Linked DNA regions of Mus musculus: regions 1 and 3 are each linked to region 2. A link is a contact called in public HiChIP or PLAC-seq and promoter capture Hi-C data. All regions are on one chromosome and are shown on one strand. The core of a region is the stretch at or near the end of the contact, and the rest is flanking DNA. Distances in the headings are between cores, read along the strand shown.

Region 1 (4,511 bases), core at 1,961-4,460, 400 kb before region 2:
GGGACAGGAGGGGAAAGCCGGATGCCAGAAGGGTCTGGATTTGCCACAGCACAGCTCACGTGGCTTGCGTGGTCTACTGCCCACAGGAGCATGACCATGAATATGAGATAAACGCTCTTGTGAGGAACTGTTACCAGGGACTAGATGCCACCCCAAGAGGGTCCCAGACCCACACTCACCAGTGCCTTTTTTCTTGGCTCGCTGCCTGTAGCCACAGACATGGAACGGAAAATAGACCTTGTGGCAGAGGCACTGCCGGGCCGCTGGGACATGGGCGGAGGGAGGCCAATCAGACTCAAGTCCACAGCTTCTGGACTGCCTTCAGGAGTGGCAGTGATGGTCCGTGAACCTTTCATGGTGGACCAGGCTAACCCTGAAAAGGAAATGAGAGACGCAATAAGACACCGCAGGGCTGAGGATACAGCTCCGTCCAGTCTTCAGCATGGTATAAACTAGGTGTGGCAGTGTATGTGTGCAATCCTGGAACTCAGAAGGTGGAGGCAGAAGGACCAGACTCAAGACCGTTCTCAGATAGATAGTGCATTCAAGGCCATCCTGGGCTACATGAGATGGGAATGAAGCTTAGAGAGATAACCAAGTAGTTAAGGGTGTTTGCTGCTCTTCTAGAGGGACAGGACTTGGTTCCTAGTACCCATAGCAGTGGCCCACAACTGCCTGTAACTCCAGCTCCAGGGGATCTGACACTCTCTTTTGGCCTCTGTTGGTATACAGACATATACACACATAGATTTAAATATATATATATATATATATATTTTTTTTTTCAAGACAGGGTTTTAGGGTTTCATTGTACAGACCTGGCTATCCTGTCTGGAACTCACTCTATAGACCAGGCTGGCTCAAAACTCACAGAGATCTACCTACCTCTCTGTCTCCGGAGTGCTGGCATTAAAGATGTGCAAAAACACCTGGCTTATTTGTGCCTTTTACTCTTCTTGAACTGTATCCAAGTATTCAATAGCGACAGAGGGACAGGCCCTGGGCTGTGGGCAGCCACCCCTCCCCCCCGGCCCTTCTCATGGGCAGTACTGGCTCACTTTTAATCCCAGCACTTGGGAGGCAGAGGCAGGCAGATCTCTTGAGTTCTGAGGCCATCCTGGTCTACAGAGGGAGTTCTAGGACAGCCAGGGCTACATAGAGAAACCCTGTCTCAAGAAACAAAGAGCCGGGCGGTGGTGGCGCACGCCTTTAATCCCAGCACTTGGGAGGCAGAGGCAGGCAGATTTCTGAGTTCAAGGCCAGCCTGGTCTACCAAGTGAGTTCCAGGACAGCCAGGGCCATACAGAGAAACCCTGTCTCAAGAAAAAAACCAAAAAAAAAAAAAAAAAAAGGAAGAGGAGTTGGTAGAGGAAGGGAAGTGGGAGAACGAGGTGGGGGAGACAAGATACCATGGAGGAATCTCACCCCTTGCACTCACAATCTCCACTCACTCTGGACGTGTGGGTCTACCTGCCACCAAAACTCTCAGAAGCCACCACTGGGGATGGAGGAGCTCTGCCAGGAGCACGAGAAGACAAGATTGTTCTAAACCCTACGCTGGGCTCTAAATGGTGAGCTGTGAGTAGCTGGGGGTCAGCGATCCCAGAGGGTGCTAGCAGCAGGCAGTGGTGGCTGTGAGCCTGGCTCTGCCATTCACCCCAGCCCTAGGACATTCTCTACATTAAAAAAAAAGTGCATCTTCCTGGGCTATCCTGAGGTACATGTGGCTTTGAGGTTGGATCCTGGAGATCCTGCAACAGCTTCAAGCTACCCTAGTAGGATGTGGACTCCCAAGTCCCTGCGTCACCACAGAGCATCCATGAACTCCGGGGACCTGGCAGCTGTTCTCTTGTTTCAGAGGCACCCTGATACCTCCCTTGCAGGGTGCTCTCTCTTGCAGTCTCCCACTGGCTCTTCTCATCCCTGAAAGCCCAAGACGCCCTGAACTCTGCCCCAGACTCTCTCCTTTATACACCCTCTCCATCCCTGAGCTTTGCACAAGTACAGCAGGCTATCCGGCCAGGGCCCGTGCTCACATCACCCAATACTTCCACACTGCTCTCAGCTCAGGTTATACCCACAGGGGAAATGGCTTCTCAGGATGGCAGAGTAAATCTGAGTACCTGAGAAGTCCAGCTCTGACCCTGTTTTCTATAAGCACTTCATTGTGCATTAACTAAGCCTGCCTCCCTCCCTGCTGTTCCTCAAATCTTGGCAGTGCATCCTAGCACACCACTGCATCTGCAATCCCCCTGCCTCCACAGCACCATCAGCTTTTCTTCTACCAACTGTTTTGCTTTCTCTAGGACTCCCTTGAGAGGACAGGGACCACACAGTCTTAGGTCCTGATGTGTGGAGGGCACTGAGGTCCTGAGACCTGGGAGATGGGACATGGGACAACTGCTAAGTGATTACAATCCCCTTTCAGAGTCAGGGAGCCAGGAGCATACACTCACCATGGTCCAAAGTCAAGCTGCCTTGGTACTGACATCCAGATGTGTGTAGTAGGGGGCAGTGTCCCTACTCTGAGGCTGCTTTGCCATCAGTCCGGCCAGTGTCCCCGTTACACATTTCTGGTTGTGTAGGTGAAACCTAATACCTTGCCCTTCTTGGCACTGGCTACACCTTGGTGGATCCTAAGCTCCTAAGTCTGGTGGACATAGCTTTCCCAGCACCACGTGCAGCCAGTGAGGTTCTGGGCGGTAAACATAGCCTCTCCATGGAAATCTATAAGCCAGATGGCCGGAGGCTGGGGAGGCCAGCCTCACCCTGGACAAAACCGCGCCTCCCGCAGGAGCCGGAGGGGCAGGAGCCTGCTCCCTCGGGGGCCAGCTGACTCGCAGAGGCAGAGCCCTTGAGCAGCGCACTGCTGTGCTCCTCCGCGGGCGACCCGCATCCCCTAGGTCTCTTGAGGTTTAAGGCAGGGGTTCCGGGCCGCCCGAATGGAGCCCACGGCGACCTTCCGGGGCTGGGGGTACTGGGCACAGGCCGACCTCGCTGCAGGGCCCGACCCTTCACCGCGAGACGCCCCTCACCTGCGCGGACCTAGCCTGGGGCGCAGGGCCCGTGGGCTCGGCCTGGCGGGCGCGGCTGCAGAGCCACCCGGGGCCCCACGGGGCTGGCGCGGCCTCCGCCGTGGGTGACAATAAAACGCTGTCCGCAGGGGCGAGCGGCGGCGGCGGCGGCTAGCAACCAGCCTGGTGCCTCCTCCGCTGTCCGTCACGCCGGCCCGCCTTTGCAGCGCGCGCCGCTCAGGGATTGGCTCTCCGGACGCCCGCCCTGATCTTCGGGTAGTTCATTGGGCCGTTAGGCTGTCCTGTAAGTCCCGGAGTGGGAGGAGCTGCCGAAAGCCAAAGTGGAGTGGGGCAGGCAGAGGGGCGGGGCTTTAAGGAGGCGGAGCCTGCGGGTCCCGGCACCCTCTGAGGCCCCCGCGCAGCCCTGGGCCTCTCCGGTGCCTTGGCAGGACCGCGCAATGATGCCTCCTATCCCCAATCTTTCCTAACTGCTTTCAAAGACACTGTCGGAGTCTCCAAGTGTATAGATGTGGTCTTTCCTGTCTGCCAAAGGGCTCGGGACCCACAAGCTCAGATGGCCTCTCCAACAGAAGTTACATTAAATAACAATGTTATAAACTCAAATGCTTTAAAAATTATCCGCATATTAATCTTATGAACAAGCGCGTGTGCGTGCGTGTGAGTGCGTGTGTGCGTGCGTGCGTGTGTGTGTGTGTGTGTGTGTGTGTGTGTGTGTGTGTGTGTGTGGTAAGTTAGGATGGTGGTCCAGGGCCTTGCATGTGCTAAATAAGGACTCTGCCATTGAACCTCAGCCACTTTTGCACTAAGAAAGCATCTCATATACCACGTAGCCCAGGCTGTCCTCGAACACACTATATAGCTGAGAATGACGTGGAATTCCTGATCCTTTGCTTTTTTCCCCTCCTAAATCTGGAATTACGGGCAAAGTGCCGCCACACCTGGCTTTCATCTTTTCTTTCTAAGATTTATTATGTGTAAGTTTCTGCATCATGTTGAGGGTGCTGGATCTCCTGAAACTGGAGTTATGGATGGTTGTAGGATGCCATGTGGGTGCTGGGAACTAAAACCCGGTCCTATACAAGTGCTTTTTTTTGTTTGTTTGTTTTTTTGGTTTTTTTTTTTTTTTTGAGACAGGGTTTTCTATGTAGCCTTGGTTGTCCTGGAACTCCCTCTGTAGACCAGGTTGGTCTTGAACTCACAGATCCACCTGCCTCTGCCTCCCAAGTGCTGGGATTAAAGGTGTGTACCACCACCACTCAGCATAGTAGGTGCTTTTAAACACTGATGGTGGCTTCCTTTTTTGTTTGTTTGTTTTGTGTTTTGTTTTGTTTTGTTTTTTCGAGACAGGGTTTCTCTGTGCAGCTTTGGCTGTCCTGGAACTCACTCTGTATACCAGGCTGGCCTTGAACTCAAGAGATCCACCTGCCTCTGCCTCCCAAGTGCTGGGATTAAAGGCATGCGCTCACGGTGGCTTCT
Region 2 (4,171 bases), core at 1,172-3,671:
GGGCTGTAGCTCAGGTAGAGAGTGCTTGCCCAATGTGGATAAGACCCTGGGCTCAGCCCCTTGCACTATGAAAACAAAAAGAACTTGGTTCTTTTTTTTTTTTTTTTTTTTTTTTTTGCTTCCCCCTCCCATAGGACCTCATCCCACCCCACCCCACCCCACCCACCCCCACACATGTTGGCTTTACTTTTCTTTTACGAGGATGTGAAACATATCCCTGGCTTTGAAAGTCACAACAAAAGGAGAAACCCAGGCGAGGGTGTTCTTTTCTAATCTCATTTCTGTGCTGAGCCAGCTCACCTTTGTTGTCACAGATCCCAGCATGGTCAGCGCCTACATGTACCCAACAGGTGCCCCTGGGGCACAGGCAGCCCCTCAGGCCCAGGCCGGGCCCACCACCAGTCCTGCCTACTCCTCCTACCAGCCCACACCAACCCCAGGCTACCAGGTATGTGGGCACCCAGCATCTACACCCAGCCGTTGCCTGTTCCTCATCTTTTCCCTCACCTCACTGCCTTCCTTCCATAGAGCGTGGCTTCTCAGGCCCCACAGAGCCTCCCAGCCATCTCACAGCCTCCACAGACCAGCAACATAGGCTACATGGGGAGCCAGCCAATGTCCATGGGCTACCAGCCGTACAATATGCAGGTAAAGAGACCTAGTCTTTGCTAGGCACAGAGGGCTATCCCAGGCAGGCCCTCTCCTCCTTGCTCTCGCTTCTGCTTTCTTCCAGCCAGGAGGGTCTGTTTGTGTCTGGTCACAGATAACTCAGTGTCGGGCTCCATCTTACTTCCCACAGAATCTCATGACCGCCCTTCCCGGGCAGGATGCGTCTCTGCCAGCCCAGCAGCCCTACATCCCAGGGCAGCAGCCCCTGTACCAGCAGGTGAGCCGTCTCCCAGCGGCCTGCCCTTGGACTTCTGAGCTTCCTTTGATCCCTTGCACTGGGTGCATCAGGGGCTTTGCTCAGCAGACAGAATCATGACATGCCATTAAGTGCACGTATGTACACATGCGTCCATATTGCACAGGAGACAAGTTTACAAGAGATCACACGTGCCATTGCCATATTGGTAACAACCTGATCTACTATGTGCTAAGGTGAAGCTTGTTCTAAGCCGAAGGTTTTGTTTGTGAAGGGGGGTGATGAGCCTATCTGCTCTTTCTCTCCAGATGGCCCCCAGCACCGGCCCTCCCCAGCAGCAACCCCCTGTGGCCCAGCCAGCGCCTACACAGGGACCGCCAGCACAGGGCAGTGAGGCCCAGCTCATCTCCTTTGACTGACCTTGAGTCTGGCGCTCACCATGCAGAGTAACACTACAGTTCACCAGAAACCACTTATATGTCTAACTAGCCATTCCTCCCCTATTACTGCCCTGTAGTGTCCCTTCTGTGAGCAAGGGGTGGGCCTTCCCCCTTGGCCCTCTTCCCTGTCCTCGGTGGTCTGGCTCCTATCACTGGTTCCCTGCTTCAGTCCTGATGCCGTCTGACCTCCCCGGGACTGGGGCTCTGCAGGGCAAGTAGAACCTTCTCTGGAGAGTGCCCGGCTGTGTTGGGTGCCACAGGTGAATGCTGTGGGGATGCTTAGCCTGGCCCGGAGTCTGATGTGAACTAACTGTGTGGTGTCCAGGCCTGGCCCTGGTACCCAGAAGAACCATGTGGCTCCTGCACAGCAAGGGTAGAAGCTTTAGGTATCTCTGTCTCCCCTTCTCCTTGGATGTCATCTCTCAGTGCAGAGCAGTGAAAATAAAATGTATTTCAAAACTCTCATGATTGATTGTTCGGGCAGCAGGCTGGGTTGGACCAACAATTTAATAGTCTGCATCTGTTGTGGAGTGTGCTGGGTACTGGCTGAGAAACCGTGGACTTGCCAACAGTCTCCTTCCTGGTGGGGATTCTGCAGACTCATCTGGTGCAGGATACATCACCAGGCGGGTGAGGAAGGGTGCAAACGCGGGCTTTTGCAGCCCAACTGCCCTCAGGATTACCCACTGCTTAAGGTTTTAGCTCTCAATAGCTCACCCTGAAATATACGGTTCAACCTGACTTCTGTGAGGTCTCAAGTTTTGCTCTTTCCCTCCCCGCTAAGCGCCCGCCTTAGTGTGCACTCAAAGGAGGCGGTTCCGCCTAGTGAGCTCTTGGGAGGACTCCAGGCCCTTCCTTCTCCTAGGTTTAGAGTACTGGGCTCCTGAGGTTGCTAACCTCTTGGACCACTGAGTTGAATTCAAGGGGCTATGAGTTCCGTAGGTAAAGGGGTGGGGGCGCCTACTTATTCCCCTGGCGAGACAAAGGCGTGCGGAACACGACTGATGGAGAAAGCGCCAACCCAGTATTGTCTCCGCGCCTGCGCGTCGCACCGCCTAGTGCGTAATACCAGGAGCCAACCCGGGCTAGAGCGGCCCGGACAGCTCGCCTCCTCCCGGATAGAGCGTCGCTTCCGCTTAGAGCCGCGTGTGACCTTCCCGCTTGCGGAGCTATGCTGCCGGTGGCGGCTAGCCGCTGCCTGTGGGGGCCACGGCTTGGACTCCGGGGGGCAGCGCTTCGCCTTGCCAGGTAAAGCGGTGGTCTAGAGCGCCATTGCCGGGGCGGCGGGCAGGAAGTAGGTTCAGAGGGAAGGGGTGACGGGCGCATCGCCACCTTCCGCGGCCCAGCCTGCGGGGCGTGGAGAGGGCGGCTCGGCCTGGGCGACCTTGGGTGCAGGTACCTTTCGTCCCCAGCTTCCCGCCGCTGAGACCCATCGCCGTGGTCGGCAGCATAGCCCGAGCCCCGTGCTTTGGAAGGCTTGGTGCAGCACTGTGCACCCGCCAGGCTGATGTATTCCATTCAACCAGAAGCCTGCCGTTCTGGGCAGTATTGCAGACATAGTCGTGGGCTCCTGAGGCTCTATGGGAAATGTAGGAAAGCTTTTTCGGGTCCCTTAACCCCAGCTTGTGGAGCCTGGCCTCAGCGGTGGCAGACTGAGCACATGGATCTTGTACCCTTGAGTCTCCCGTTTTTTCTGATCTAACGGCTGTTTGCCTGGGGTAGGCAACAGATGCCCAGCGTCTGTGCAGCGCGGCAGTTGAGAAGCAGCAGCCACCGAAGGAGTGAAGCACTCGCCGGCGCACCTCTGGATAATGCTCCCAAAGAATACCCCCCCAAGATCCAGCAGCTGGTCCAAGACATTGCCAGCCTTACGCTCCTGGAGATCTCAGACCTCAACGAACTCCTGAAGGTATTAGGAGAGATCGGCACAGGCCAGGACTAAAGTCCCTGCCTTCTAGTTGTATTTTTACCAAACAAAGGTCAGAGGTCCCTGTCTCTTCTGGGGTGTTTTGGGAGTTTGGTAAATTATCAAATGTACTTTCCTAGGTGGTAGGGCCAAATAGGCTTGTACCTCCATTTGTACCTCCATTTAGGGTTTGATAAGCAGCCACTGAGACCTCTCCTTCATCCTACAGAAAACATTGAAGATCCAGGATGTCGGCCTTATGCCAATGGGTGGCATGGTGCCTGGTCCCGTCTCTGCTGCAGCACCGGCCTCTGAGGTGAGCCTAGGCCACAGGAAGACCCAGTTCTGTGTGCCCAGTTAACTGCCCGACTCAATAACTTAGGTATTTCCCTGTTCCTCCTTGAGTCTGTAGCTGTAATCCCTGTGTTCTGCTGTGGGCTCCCTGCAATAGCTTTGGGAAATTTTCTGCCGAAGGCATTCGAGATCTTTACTAGTGCGTGCATGTGTGTGGGTGTGCATGAGCAGGGGGTGGTCAAAGGTCAGCTTTTGGGGGTTCTCCCCTTCCGCATGGGTTCTGGGGATCAGGACCTCGATTCTGTAAGCTAGCTTTCCTTCTGCCCTCTGAGCTACACTGGTGGGAAAAATGATCTGAAGAGAGGAAACGGTACGCCAAACAGTGCAGCAGTCTTGAGTATTATTAAAAGTAGGGAGGGCACAGAGATGTTGTGGGAGAGTGCCTGCCTCAAGTGCACTGCACCAATTTGGACAGGTAGGGAAGAGACTTGGAATTTCGAGGAAGGCCTCTACAACATGACAATGTTGAATCAAACTTGAAGGTGTTGAGGAAGAGAAAGCAAGGTGTTTCTCAAAGAGTTCTGGCTGACAGAGGGTTTCCAAGTGATTTTTTTTTTTAAAGATTTATTTATTTATTATATGTAAGTACACTGTAGCTGTCTTCAG
Region 3 (3,992 bases), core at 591-3,090, 410 kb after region 2:
ACTGGAGAGTTCACAAGGGACAGCACGTTAGCTGAATAACATCAGAGCTTGTTGGGTGTAGCTAGGCTGTGCTAGAAAGGAAACTTCCAACACTAATTACATCTGATAGACGGAAAGATGTCTCAGAGTTAATCATCTTGGCTCTGATATCAGAATTGATCAGAACAACAAACCAAAGCCAAAGGAAATAGGAAATAGAACAACAACCACTACCAACCACCACCACCACAACAACAACAATGGAGAAAATCAAATCCTAAGTTGGTTCTTCACAAAGATCAGCAAAATATTGATAGAACTGATAAGCCTCCAGTGAGGCTGGTCTAAGGTAAAGGGGAGGCCATCAAATGACCAGTGTCATAAGAAGCCTTTGCTATCCACTGACAGGCAGTAAGATTACAGGAACCAGGGACAGGGACAAAGTGGACAGAGGAGATCAAAGTACCAAAATGGACAGAAAAAAAAATCAGAGGAAAACCTAAACAAAACAAAACAAACAGGGCTGGTGTGATGGCTCAGTGGGTAAGAGTACCCGACTGCTCTTCCAAAGGTCCAGTGTTCAAGTCCCAGCAACCACATGGTGGCTCACAACCATCTGTAATGGGATCTGGTGCCCTCTTCTGGAGTGTCTGAAGACAGCTACAGTGTACTTACATATAATAAATAAATAAATCTTAAAAACAAACAAACAAAACAAAACAAACAAACAAACACAAACCAGTGATAAATCCAAAGAAGCTAGGATCAAAAGCCATATTATGGCCGCCATTCAGAAGTCCAGTCCACAAAGGCCCTTCCCCAGGGTGGTCAGGGCTGGCCACAGAGCTGAGGGGTCTGGATGAGACAGAGTGGAGGGTGTGGATGTGTGTGTCCATCTGGATTACATCGTCTGACTTGATGACACTGTAAGAACAGGCCCTTGCTTTCACCAAGTGTAAGTTACTACAATCAACAGGAGAGACAAGCATGGTGGGTTTTGTTTGCTTGCTTGCTTTCTTTCTTTCTTTCTTTCTTTCTTTCTTTCTTTCTTTCTTTCTTTCTCTCTCTTTCTCTCTCTCTCTCTCTTTCTTTCTTTCTTTCTTTCTTTCTTTCTTTTTTCTTTCCCTTGAGATAGGGTCTCTCCATGTAGAGATGGATGTCCTGCAGTGTTATGGGGATCAGGTTGGCCTTGAAATCATGGTACTCTGTCTGCTTCTGCAAGCTGATGGCAGAGGAAGGTGGACATTGCTCGCCACCACACCAGCCCTTGGCTGCTCTCCTTGATCTCCTCATCCCAAAGTCTCTGGACATGCCCTCTGGGCTTGGATGTTTGCTGTCCTTACTACCACCACGATCTGCTTTCAAACCATTGACCATTCCTCCCCCAGGGAATGCAGGGCCAAGTTTGTTTGATGTGGTTTCAATCCTGAGGACCTGTAATGGTTCTTGTCTGCAGGAAACACTCAGCATGGGTGACTGCCTTGGGAATGGTACCTGTCTATGTCCTGTTGGAATCTGGCCACCTGTGCCTTGAGCTTCATCTCTTCTTCCTGCAGCGTGTGAATCTGAAAGTCTTTGGAGACAGTCTCCTTGGACATCTGCGTGATCTGGGCGTCCCAGGCAGCTTTCAGAGCTGCCGCATCTTCACGAAATCTGCACGGGAAGAGTTTGGGAGTGCAGTGAGCGTCTCCTGTTCTCTCTCGTGCTCCCATACAGACCCAGAGGAGCACACACACAGTTGGCCAGCCCTCTCAAAAAGCCACATTAGAAGGCAAACCATTGCCTAATTTAAGACCATGGTTCTACTCAGGAAGAAACATCCAGCAGCCAGCCAAGCTACTGTTAACTAATTGACTATAAAGGGCCAAATTACGCAAGGGGGAAAGGTGATCTGTACACACAGCCTGTGGGACTGAGGAAGTGCTGCTGGTGAGTCACCTCTGCATCTTTCACTGTGCCCAGTCCAGCACCTAACACACTTCAAGAAGACTCTAGAGGCCACACATTAGCTTGACAGTCAAGTGTTGCTGGGCAAACCGCCCAAACACGCAAGCTTTCCCAAAAAACACACATCAAGTGACACTTTCAGGAGAGGCCATCTAACCAAGACCATCCCTGCTCACGGAAAACCTGCCTTTGTCACACGGTGCACCAAAGACCACACCCCTGGGAACAGACCTTCTGGGGCTCTGTGCTGATGGGCTGTCCCGTGTGGGCATGACAAGCAGAAGGTGAGTAGCTGCCCTGAATCAAGAGCCAGGTGTTGAGTCTCAAACCTGCCCTGGAACAGCATGGAGAGCCACTGTGCCACATCTCACACGCTCTGGGAGTACTGAAAACAGGACACACGAGGCAGCCACTTTCAGTCACTTTGGGCAAGCCCACCTGACTCTGCCTTCTGAGCCGGTGTCTGGTACTGAGGAAATGCTCCTGGAAATGCCCTCAGCAACACTTCTCACCAGGCTGCTTCCCAGGCCGGCATTCCCAGGGTCAGCACAGAAACACCTGGTCCAGTGACCTGTGTCCACTGTGGCCTCCTTCACATTCTACCTCCTTTCCCCAACACGTGGCCTGACTTAGCTGCCAGTATGACTACTGCCGTCTTACAGTGAAGACCAGTAGACTCTGACTGCTCCAAGTGGAGCAGACATGCCACTAGCAAACCTGTGTCTTTATCCTAATCATACATGTGTGCAAACCCACCGAGAGGGCAAGCACTGAGCACTGAGGTTGTCACAGAATGCCAGCACATGCTGGACAGAGGTGGACTGGTCACCAAACTCCCCACAAGTAAGAAGAGAGATTCAAATTTGGGTTTTCTGAACATGTTCTTTTGAGATGGGGTTTCAGTTAGCAGCCTAGGCTGGCCTCACCTTAAGAGCTCTGAGATTACAGATACATGTCACCCTGCCCTGTTTTCTACTGTCAGGGAAATGCCCTGTCTGTAGTAGTAACCCCCCCCCCCCTTTTTTTTTTGGTTTTTTTGAGACAGGGTTTCTCTGTGTAGCCCTGGCTGTCCTGGAACTCACTTTGTAGACCAGGCTGGCCTGGATGTGACACACTATAATTCCAGGAAGCTAAGGCTGGAGGATTATGAGTTCCAAGCTAGCCAGGACTATACAGAGTGAGACCCTGTCAAAACACAAAGTCATTTAGTTTAAGGCTTCAAGAGGAGGCAGGAAGCAGCCAGGCTCTGTAGGGCCCTGCCACTGCAAAGGAACAGCAATGAGCCAGCATTCGTTCCTCGAGGCAGCCACAGCACAGCTGGGCATCGTTGGCTCACTATGGTGAGCTGCTTGGGTTTCTTACAAAATAAACCAGAGCACACTGGACTTAACAAAGCAGTACCACCAAGCTTCTCAAAGTACAATTGCTAGTTTTATTTTTACTTTATGTCTGTGGTATTTTGTCTGCATGTGTGTTCCGAGGACTGAACTCGGACCCTTGGAGGAGTAGCCATCACTCTTAAGCACTGAGTTATCTAGCCCATGTAGAATAAGCTTTAATTTCCTGATACTACACAGGTCTAAGAACTACTTCTCCCCATAGTAGAAGTGTAATTTGGGTAGCAATTTGTCTGCTTAAAAAAAAGGGGTGGGGAGTGGGGGCTGGAGAGATGGCTCAGTGGTTAAGATCACTGACTGCTCTTCCAGAGGTCCTGAGTTCAAATCCCAGCAACTACATGGTGGCTCACAACCATCTGTAATGGGATCTGGTGCCCTCTTCTGGTGTGTCTGAAGACAGCTACAGTGTACTCATATACATAAAATAAACAAATCTTTAAAAAAAAAAAAAAAAGAGGGGCTGGTGAGATGGCTCAGCAGGTAAGAGCACCTGACTGTTCTTCCAAAGGTCCTGAGTTCAAATCCCAGCAACCACATGGTGGCTCACAACCATCCCTAACGAGATCTGACTCCCTCTTCTGGTGTGTCTGAAGACAGCTACAGTGTACTTACATATAATAAATAAATAAATCTAAAAAAAAAAAAAAAAGATAAAATACCCTCATCTAA

The links. Promoter capture Hi-C pulls out the DNA fragments that hold promoters and counts their contacts. HiChIP or PLAC-seq counts read pairs in DNA pulled down with a chosen protein or histone mark.
Region 1: a contact with region 2 is called in a promoter capture Hi-C map of neural stem cells. The contact joins the promoter of Cep131 here to the promoter of Mrpl12 in region 2. A contact is called at or near these places in 3 of 39 promoter capture datasets (hippocampal neurons, neural stem cells and pre-B cells), 2 of 115 datasets of contacts at active chromatin or transcription factors (memory CD8 T cells and pancreatic cancer cells) and 2 of 9 other capture datasets (liver and pancreatic islet).
Region 3: a contact with region 2 is called in a FOXA1 HiChIP or PLAC-seq map of pancreatic cancer cells. The contact joins the enhancer-like site here to the promoter of Mrpl12 in region 2. A contact is called at or near these places in 7 of 39 promoter capture datasets (the 3T3-L1 cell line, cranial neural crest, erythroid cells and 3 more), 1 of 484 Hi-C or Micro-C datasets (pre-B cells), 1 of 115 datasets of contacts at active chromatin or transcription factors (pancreatic cancer cells) and 1 of 9 other capture datasets (liver).

The regions. Positions count from the first base shown.
Region 1 is chr11:120,083,617-120,088,127 of GRCm38.p6, forward strand. It overlaps Cep131 (centrosomal protein 131), which reads right to left and starts at 3,211. Exons shown (of 26, transcript NM_009734.3): 1 at 3,036-3,211; 2 at 180-373. The coding sequence starts at 356.
Region 2 is chr11:120,482,216-120,486,386 of GRCm38.p6, forward strand. Mrpl12 (mitochondrial ribosomal protein L12) reads left to right here and starts at 2,422. Exons shown (of 5, transcript NM_027204.3): 1 at 2,422-2,553; 2 at 3,028-3,214; 3 at 3,441-3,527. The coding sequence starts at 2,477. It overlaps Hgs (HGF-regulated tyrosine kinase substrate), which reads left to right. Exons shown (of 22, transcript NM_008244.3): 19 at 315-448; 20 at 529-648; 21 at 800-886; 22 at 1,174-1,769. The coding sequence ends at 1,284.
Region 3 is chr11:120,896,336-120,900,327 of GRCm38.p6, forward strand. Ccdc57 (coiled-coil domain containing 57) reads right to left here. Exons shown (of 19, transcript NM_027745.1): 8 at 1,474-1,632. Among named protein-coding and RNA genes, the nearest start is that of A430102A20Rik, 35 kb to the right of the region's middle. Within about 2 kb of position 1,841, at least 36 of the 459 cell types and tissues checked have an H3K27ac peak or open chromatin away from gene starts, as enhancers often do. A contact at or near this core is called in liver and pancreatic cancer cells, where this site is marked.